2 separate regions of the Mus musculus genome follow, and region 2 is linked to region 1. The links are chromatin contacts, called in public Hi-C maps. All regions are on one chromosome and are shown on one strand. The core of a region is the stretch at or near the end of the contact, and the rest is flanking DNA. Distances in the headings are between cores, read along the strand shown.

Evidence for each region. Hi-C and Micro-C count contacts between places; a contact is called where the count stands out from the background.
Region 2: a Hi-C map of bone marrow-derived macrophages shows a contact between it and region 1, with 39 read pairs. The contact joins two enhancer-like sites. A contact is called at or near these places in 13 of 39 promoter capture datasets (the 3T3-L1 cell line, 3T3-L1-derived adipocytes, cranial neural crest and 7 more), 1 of 15 datasets of contacts at CTCF or cohesin (CD8 T cells), 24 of 484 Hi-C or Micro-C datasets (the 3T3-L1 cell line, 3T3-L1-derived adipocytes, the CH12 cell line and 18 more), 7 of 115 datasets of contacts at active chromatin or transcription factors (bone marrow-derived macrophages, embryonic basal ganglia, embryonic hindbrain and 3 more) and 3 of 9 other capture datasets (adipose tissue, embryonic stem cells and liver).

Annotation. Positions count from the first base shown.
Region 1 is chr12:33,043,761-33,047,897 of GRCm38.p6, reverse strand. Cdhr3 (cadherin-related family member 3) reads left to right here. Exons shown (of 20, transcript NM_001024478.1): 13 at 1,094-1,265; 14 at 2,655-2,899. It overlaps Gm40874 (a long non-coding RNA gene), which reads right to left. Exons shown (of 4, transcript XR_872668.3): 4 at 2,614-3,234. Among named protein-coding and RNA genes, the nearest start is that of Cdhr3, 47 kb to the left of the region's middle. Within about 2 kb of position 2,032, at least 65 of the 459 cell types and tissues checked have an H3K27ac peak or open chromatin away from gene starts, as enhancers often do. A contact at or near this core is called in bone marrow-derived macrophages, where this site is marked.
Region 2 is chr12:33,123,367-33,127,503 of GRCm38.p6, reverse strand. The region is part of intron 4 of F730043M19Rik (RIKEN cDNA F730043M19 gene); the gene reads left to right. Among named protein-coding and RNA genes, the nearest start is that of Atxn7l1, 22 kb to the left of the region's middle. Within about 2 kb of position 1,798, at least 11 of the 459 cell types and tissues checked have an H3K27ac peak or open chromatin away from gene starts, as enhancers often do. A contact at or near this core is called in bone marrow-derived macrophages, where this site is marked.

The DNA.
Region 1 (4,137 bases), core at 783-3,282:
TTCCTTAGTCATGCTCCCAATTTTCTGAGAGGGTATGGACAAGATTTATCTCTGTGACCCTATTTCTATGGAAAGTCATGTGAGTAATGAGGGCCGGGTAGTTCGGTTCCTCTGGCGACCTGTGTTGAGTTAATGGGATGGTGTGCTCAGAGATTCAGGAGGCTCAATATTCCTATCCAGGGAAAGTTGGAATTGATTGCTGTGTTTGCTAGGGTGCCTGTGTTTCTTTTTTTTAAAGACAGAAATGTATGGACTCCAGTCTGGAAGCTAACTAGAGTGAATATTTCAATTTACTCCCAGTATTAGAAATAGCTGAAATCCCTCCATTTCAAAAGGAGAATGAATATGACTCAAAATTCATAAGCCTTTAAATAGCATGATGAGCCAAAATGATCACATAGGACTGAAAATGTGGGGTCCTCTGCTGGCCGGTGTTCCAGTCAGTTCACCAGACCTGAGGCCCAGCAATGAGAGATCTACATGCCTGCTTGTGGCATGCCAGCTGGGGACTCAGTGTAGGTCTGTCAGCCCAGGCTGCAGGTGAGACCGTGGCAAAAGCAGGAGGCCAGGCTGCGTGGCACAGTCAACTGCAGAACATAACAGATACTGCCTGGGCCCCACCCTCCAGGGACCCACAGAGAGAGAGCTGCACATGCATATACGCAGCAAAGAAGCTAACAGCAAAGGATTTGAATCAAGACAAAACCACACTAAAATCTTAGCTCAGCCTCTCACTATTTATTTGAATGGTTCTTTGTCAATTACTTACTGTCTCTGAGTTCCCTTTTTTCTCATCTGTAGACAAGAGCTATCATGTTCTCTCTAACACATGAGGTTAAATCAATGAATTCATGCAAATTCCATATCCCACGCAGTGAATGCTCGATGCATTTTAGCTCTTAAGGCTTGGGCTGATGAAACGGCTCAGCAAATAAAGGTGATTGCTGCCAAGCCTGAAAACTTGAGTTTGATCACTGGGGGCCACATCGTGATAGGAAAGAATGTCCAACCACAAGTTGACCTCTGCACCCCTATCTCTACACACACCGACTAGCATGTAATAATATTCTAAACCACCTTCCTGCTGTTCTAGGTTACTGTGAACATCCTTGGAGAAAATGATGAAAAGCCAGTATGTACTCCAAATTTTTACTTCATGGCCATCCCAGTGGATCTAAAAGTTGGCACAAACATTCAGAATTTCAAGCTGACGTGCACTGACCTTGATTCTAGCCCCAGTTCTTTTCGATACTCCATTGGCTCAGGTACTGGGCTCAGTATCAACAATCCTGGGCCATTCGGGAAGGAACAAGGCAGCGGGTCTTAGATTATACACTGCGGTGGGCACAGTGCTGGGGAGGGCATATTTTACATGAAGAATCCAAGCTTCCCTGTGCTTCCCAGCGCTGTCAGCTTCTCTGTCTCATCTAGTCTATCCGGATATTCCACAACCAGACTCACCCCCACACGGTGTTGCAAAGCCCCAGGAAGGATGAATCCTTTTAATAGAATGCTCTCCCCAAATTCCCAGAATATATTGAATATAATATTTTTTTATTTCCTCTCTTCAGCTACCTCTTTTCCTGGAAAAGTGCTGTGGGGGGAAGGGACTCCCAGGCCTCTCTGGGGATAAGAATAGATTAAATAGATTAAATGCGTTCTGAAACATGTCCTCAGCAACACTTCTCCACTCCATTCATTCTCTCTCTTTAAAAATATGCCACCATGGGAAGGAGGGGGGGAAGAGCACCCCTCAATGGAAATGAGACCAAAATAGCTCCTCTAATGAAGTGCCGGGGCCAGAGATTTAAACCCCAATAAGCAGAGCAATTCCACATGAAAGACTCAAAATCCGCCTCTGCCGCCCGCTGAGCCTGGCAAAGCAGTGGGAAACCTCTGAGCCTGGTGTGCCACAAAACCCAGGGGCAGACAGCGCCTGGAGACCTCAGCTGCCTGCTGAGGGTGGAGCTAATCCACACTGAGTGTCCCGAGGACTTTACCGAGCCTTGCGCTGCTGAGGAAGTAAAAATTGCATCATCTGCTCCATTTCCTGATTTTTCAGCCTGTAATGACTCTGGAGACACTGGAGGATGAGCAAGAGCCATGCTTGGGCTGGCGTTCTTCTTGCCCTGGGCACCTTCAAGTTGTGGGTCCCAACAGAGCTGTGTGCATGTGTGTGTGTGTGTGTGAGTGTGTGTGTGTGCACGCGCACGCGAGTGCATGCGTGTGTACGTGTGTGTAGGAAGCAGGTGGGGTGAATTCACAAGAACCTGGACCTGACTCCTTGTGATATCAGGAGGTGCTTTCCTTTAGAGGACTTCAGGACCCTTGACACCAGGATGGCCAGACAGGCTCCACACAGGCATAAGGCGAGCATGGTCCATGGTTAGGGGTATGGCTCAATCTGCTGTCTTGCTGCCCACACACCAGGATAATTAACTCTCTCCCTGGAGGCTCTAAGATAGGGGCACTGTGGCCTCTTATCCAATATATCCTCACTTGCAGGGTATCACAGACCCAACCCTGCTACATATATAAAAAAATTAAAGTGTAGACATTTAAGGGAATAAAAACAAATGCAGTTTTCTTCTGTATCTTTATTTTATCCTCTTTTCTACTCTTTTACCAACATTCATGGGTCAAATCTCTTTTAGGCAACATCAACAATCATTTCACCTTCTCTCCCAATGCCGGCTCCAACATCACGCGCCTGCTGCTGGCTTCCCGCTTTGACTACAGCAGCCTCGATACCGTCTGGGACTACCAGCTGCTTGTCCACATTACTGATGACAACTTGCTGTCTGGCAGCACAAAAGCCAAGGCTCTTGTTGAAACAGGGACAGTGACTCTGAGTGTTAAAGTCATTCCTCACCCAACCACAACCATCACAACTCCCAGGGTAAGGATCTGGGACCTGGAATCTGCAGCCAAAAGTCCTTAGGATGTATAGCAGTGGAACCCTTTGACCCAGAAGCGTGAGGCAGACAGAAAAACAAAACAAGACAAACAAACAAAACGTTGAGGCATGTGTTTGGAAGGGCCATGGATTAGCTGATGGGAATCTGTGTAAGAGCTCGGACTCAGAGCCACTGACTTCTCACAGGAAAGAAAAATGTGAGCTGTGGTGGTGGCACACGCCTTTAACCTTAGCCCTCAGGAAGCAGAGGTGGGTGGATCTCTGTGAGTTTGAACCTGCCTGGGCTTCAGAGGAAGTTTCAGGATAGTCAAAGATACCTAAAAAGAAAATAAAGAGAGGGGTGGGCAAGAAAAAGCAAAAGAGGAAGAAGCATGTTTCTATGTGAGGATATGTTTCAGAGCAAAGGTTGTCCACTGTGGTAGACTGCACCACTGTGGGAACGCTCTCACAGTGTAGGGGGGTAAGGAGAGGTGAGGAACTTAAATTAGAAAATGTTACTTTCACTCATAGAATTTGAATGGGCCTGTAGCAAGGGAGGGCATCAGGACAGAGAGGGTGCATTTTTTTCCTCCTCCTGTATCCCCCCCATCCTTTTCCTTCTCCCCTTCCCCTCCCCCCTCCCTGACATCCCCCTCCGGTTAGAAAATGGCCTATGAATGACTCTGCTTCTCAGAGTCTTGCCAATGGCTGGCAACGTTCACCTCTCCTTTTTTGCAGTCACTAGACCCCAATAGCAGGGTGGTGATGGCATGCAGCTTGAATCCCAGCAGGCAGAGGCAGGCGGATCTCCAAGTCTGAGGCTAGCCTGGTCTACAGAGTGAGTTTCAGAACAGCCAGGCCTACACAGAGAAAACCTGTCTGAACACACACACACACACACACACACACACACACACACACACACACACACAACCAGACAAACAGAAAGCAAAAGGAAAAAGAAAAAAAAAGTAGACCTCAGTGAGTAGAGAGCAGGGTAGTCCGTTGGCTTTCTTTTGCATAGCAGGGACCAGCCTGACAGAGAACCCGGAAAGAAGGAAGCATTGACTTTGGTTCATAATTTTAGGAGGCTCGCAGCCATGGTTGCTTTGCCATGGACACTTGGGCAAAGCATCATAGCAGCAGGAGATGTGGTGGAGGAGCCCCCTCACCTCATGGTCACAAGAAGCAGCAAGCTGGGAGGAGCCAGGAAGCAGGTCTAGCCTGCGCAGGTGCACACT
Region 2 (4,137 bases), core at 549-3,048, 80 kb before region 1:
CTGTGATGTTATATGTGGTAGGGGTTATAAATGCATTTAAAGGAAGCGTTTCCTTTTAGGTTGCTTATTCTCATGGAGAAAAGTCTACTGCCTGGGCATAGCAGTCCTCTGGTGTTTTTATATTGGCTGTCTGTGATACTGATAAGAGATCATAGGTGTGACAAACCGTCCAGAGACCTGCCCTACTGGGACGTTGTCTTACTCAGGAAGAGTTTAAGCAAAACTCTCCTGGCCTGTGTATTCAGATCCTGCACTGGAAGACTGGATGTTACTGGTGATCTAAGACTACCAATGACTGGTAATTACACAGTCTTTCAGAATCCATGTTCACTGGCGTCACCTCCATGGCTTAGTGAAATAGCAAATGACTTACCCAAATGAGGTGGGCTGTGGCAAGAATCATCTTTATTTCGTTTGCCTGGCATAACCATTTCTAAGTAGCATGGAGTTCTAAGCTGTGTGCTTCATGTAACTTCCCATGAAGTTGAGTCTCACATGGGTGAATGGACAAGACACTCTGGCACGCCCCGCCCCCAAGTAATGCAGGCAGGGCTATTTCGATGTGTAGGTGGAAAACAGCGTGCTAGAGCCCAGCACAAGCTCAGAGACCTGCAGTTGGACACAACCAATCCACTGAATCAATAGGCAAGGTGCCACTGCAGAATGTGGTGCCCGGCCTTCAGTCTGAGCTGAGCAGCAGAGAAGCAACCATTTCTTAAGACAGCATCAGCTTTAGCTAACAAGAGCTGAACCGGGCATCCAGGCTGTGCTCCCAACACCAGTCTCTGCCTCATAAGTCATCAAGGTCCCTAGAGATGGCATTCTTTTTGACATTCAAGAAGTTCTGAAGGACAGAAAGGAGTGAGAGGGGCCAAGGGACACAGCCCTGTCTCTAGCCAGGAAGAATTTCTGAGCCACCTGACTGCAAACACTCTTCTTGGTGAGACTGCCACAAATGGTCTCCAGAAATGCATCTCTCAGTCTTAGTTTCTAGCCTGGTGAGTGACAATTTCTGCCAACTCAGCACTGTGATAAGAGTAGTCACAAACCAATTTCAGCCAGCTCAGTACTGTTGCAAGATGAGTCACAGACCACTGTCTGGCACATAGTAGGGACTCAAGAAGTGCTAGGAAATCAAAACATCCATCCTTATTCAGTCTCACCCCAACCAGAAGAACCCAGGTGTGGCCTAAAGACACATGGCTTCTGCTGGGAGTGGGATTCTGTCTTTCATAAGCAAAATTGCCAATGAAAACTAGCTTTAAAAATGATGGTGAATTTGTATCAGTTCATGTCACTGGAAAGTTTTACCAGGCCAGCTTTAGCTTGACTCAGAAGCCCTAGGATATAGTAAAAGACCTGGCTCCTCTCCTCCCCTGCTTCTGCTCCCCTTTCTCTGCACCCCATTTATCTCATCCACTGGTCTTCCCCCCACTCCTCCTCTTCTTCCTCCTCCTCCTCCTCTCCTTCCTTCTTTTCCCCTCATCCCCCCTTTCTCCAGGATCCTGATATATCGCTCAGGCTGGTTCTGAACTCCTGCAGTTTGCTGCTTCATCCTCGATGGAGGTGAGACCACAGACAGCATTATGCCTGGCACCGACCTGGTTTCAACTCGGCTTCTAAGGTTTGAGCTCCTTCCCAAGTCTGGCCTCCCTTATCTGTACAAGATGGTCGTGAACAGACGTCTGGGTCCATCTGTTACATTTTTTTACCCCGTGACGGGAAACTCTTTGTGACAAGAGCTATCACAAGACAGAAGTCTGTTTCTTCCTCAAAAAAAGAGAAGCTTTGAGAGTCTGGGGCTGATTCTCTGATGCCACTCTTCACGTCTAGCATGATCCTCCACTTCCTGGAGCATGGCTCTTTCTTTAAGGTCACCTCAAGGTCCAAATGACTTCTGGAGCTCCAGCCATTACATCTAACACCTGCATTTTAGGCTGGAGGAAGGGGCAGAGGAAAGAGTGTCCCTTCATCTTTACGGTTGGTCGCATCATAGAACATTTTTTACTACATTTTGTTGGCAGATATGTAGTCACATAGGATCTTTACAAGAGAGCCTGGGTAGAGTGTGTTTTGTTGGACTTCAGTGTCTATATTTAGGAATTCAGTTATTCTTATTCCTAAGGATAATTTGCTGCCATACAGAACCACATGCTTCTATTTTGGGGACCAGGGGACAGTGGCAGTCCTTGGGGGGATCATCACAGAAAGAAAGAAATATGGCTCAAAGACTGCAGAAGCTCAAACCAAGTGTCTTAGTTAGGGTTTTACTTCTGAGAACAGATACCATGACTAAGGCAACTGTTATAAAAGACAGCATTTAATTGGGGCTGGCTTACAGGTTCAGAAGTTCAGTCTATCATCAAAGCAGGAACATGGCAGCATCCAGGCAGGCATGGTGCAGGAGGAGTTGAGGTTCTACATCTTTATCTGAAGGACCCCAGGAGAAGACTCTCTCTACTCAGACTTGAGCATATATATATATATATATAAAACCTCAAAGTCCACCCCCACAGTGACACACTTCTTCCTACAAGGCTATACCTCCTTCAATAAGACCACACAGGCACAGCATATTCAAACCACCACACAGGGTTTTGTACTGCATCCCTGGACCGATCATTGCAGGGGGTGTCAGAGATGCTAATGTTGATTGGATGAGCATAGTAGAGACTGCACCTATTTAAACAGAGGAATCCACTCCACTAGCCGTTGCCTAGAATATTCAGAGAGCTGACAAGATAATAAAGGGGGACGGGGGATGTCAACAAAGAGTCCCCCTGCCACTCCGGCACCCTTTTCAATAAGCCGAACAATCCTAGGTTGTTAAACTTTTCCATATAAGTCAATGCCAGGTGTTAAGTCATAAGCCAGCACAAATTCCAAACACCAGTTAGCTTTAGTTTCAGGCTCATTGTAGGTACCTATACTTGTGCAAAGATTAAGACAAAGCGTCACTATGCTTGCTTGGGTAGGGGTAAGTAATTGTCAACACAGTATTTCCCCATTCTTGACTCCTGTCTCTGGTCTTCTTTTTCTGTTGTGTTTGCTTCTTCCCTGAGCCTTAGACTTGCCATCTTGCTTTGTCAGCTTCAGTGTCTGCCCTTTCCTCTCCTTCTCAAAGTTTTGTTTAGTAAATGCCTCCGAGTCAATTTCTAACTTGCTTCTGTTGTCTGCCAAGGTTATTTTCAGTGCCCAAAGGCATGAAAGTAAGAGAAAAAGATTGGGGAAAGCAGGTAATGGAAGAGGAAACCTGAGGGCAAGGGCATCCTCTCTCAGGGTTGAGGCCTCCCAGAGCACACGTGAGCTTTTCCACTGCTCACGTGCATGGACGAGAGAAAGCCTGCCTTCTTCTGTGTGATGCTCAGAGTTGAGCCCGAACACATTCGGGTGGGGAACTCAAGGCTGTGGCTCTCGGCCTTGAGGAGTGAGATGCCTCCCCGAGCTGAGCTAGATCAAGGGAGACTTGAGTTCACTCTCTGCCTCCTTCTGACACACCCTGCAGCAGCAAGGGTGGAGGAGCTGTCAGGGTCTGCCCTCAGTTTCTCTTGCAGAGTGCTACTCGTGAAATCCCTCAGGAAATCAAGGTTTCTCGGGATGCCCACCTGTCCCGGTAATGGGGTGGGGATAATAGCTCACTTCAATTGCCAGTCACTCTAAGTACCTTGCATGTGTGATAACAATAGCAGATAGCACTCAATATGGTGAGTACTCCGTTTCAGGCACAGTCAAAACTAGTTGAAACCTAGAAATGTATTTTATTCTCTTGCATTCCCCTGAGTATCAGCTATCATTAATAACTACCCAGATCGATCTGATTGTGAGATAAAAGTCTAGGCTGGAGCTGTTTCACTGGTTCATGGCTGGCAACATGACCTGGTTTCAAGTCAGCTGTGTGCTCTTTCTTGGAAAGTGTGTGTGTATGGCATGTGTGTGTGCCATACATGTGCATGTGTGTATGTGCTTGTGTGCCTAGGTTTTGTTTCATGTTGCTGTGATAAAAATGTCCTGACAAAACAACCCAGGAAGGGTTTATTTTAGCTCACAATTCTAGGTGGCAGTCCATCGTAGTGGGGAAGTCACAGGAGCAGTCAGAGGGAGCAAACAGAACACACTCATGGCGGCTCTCAGCAACCT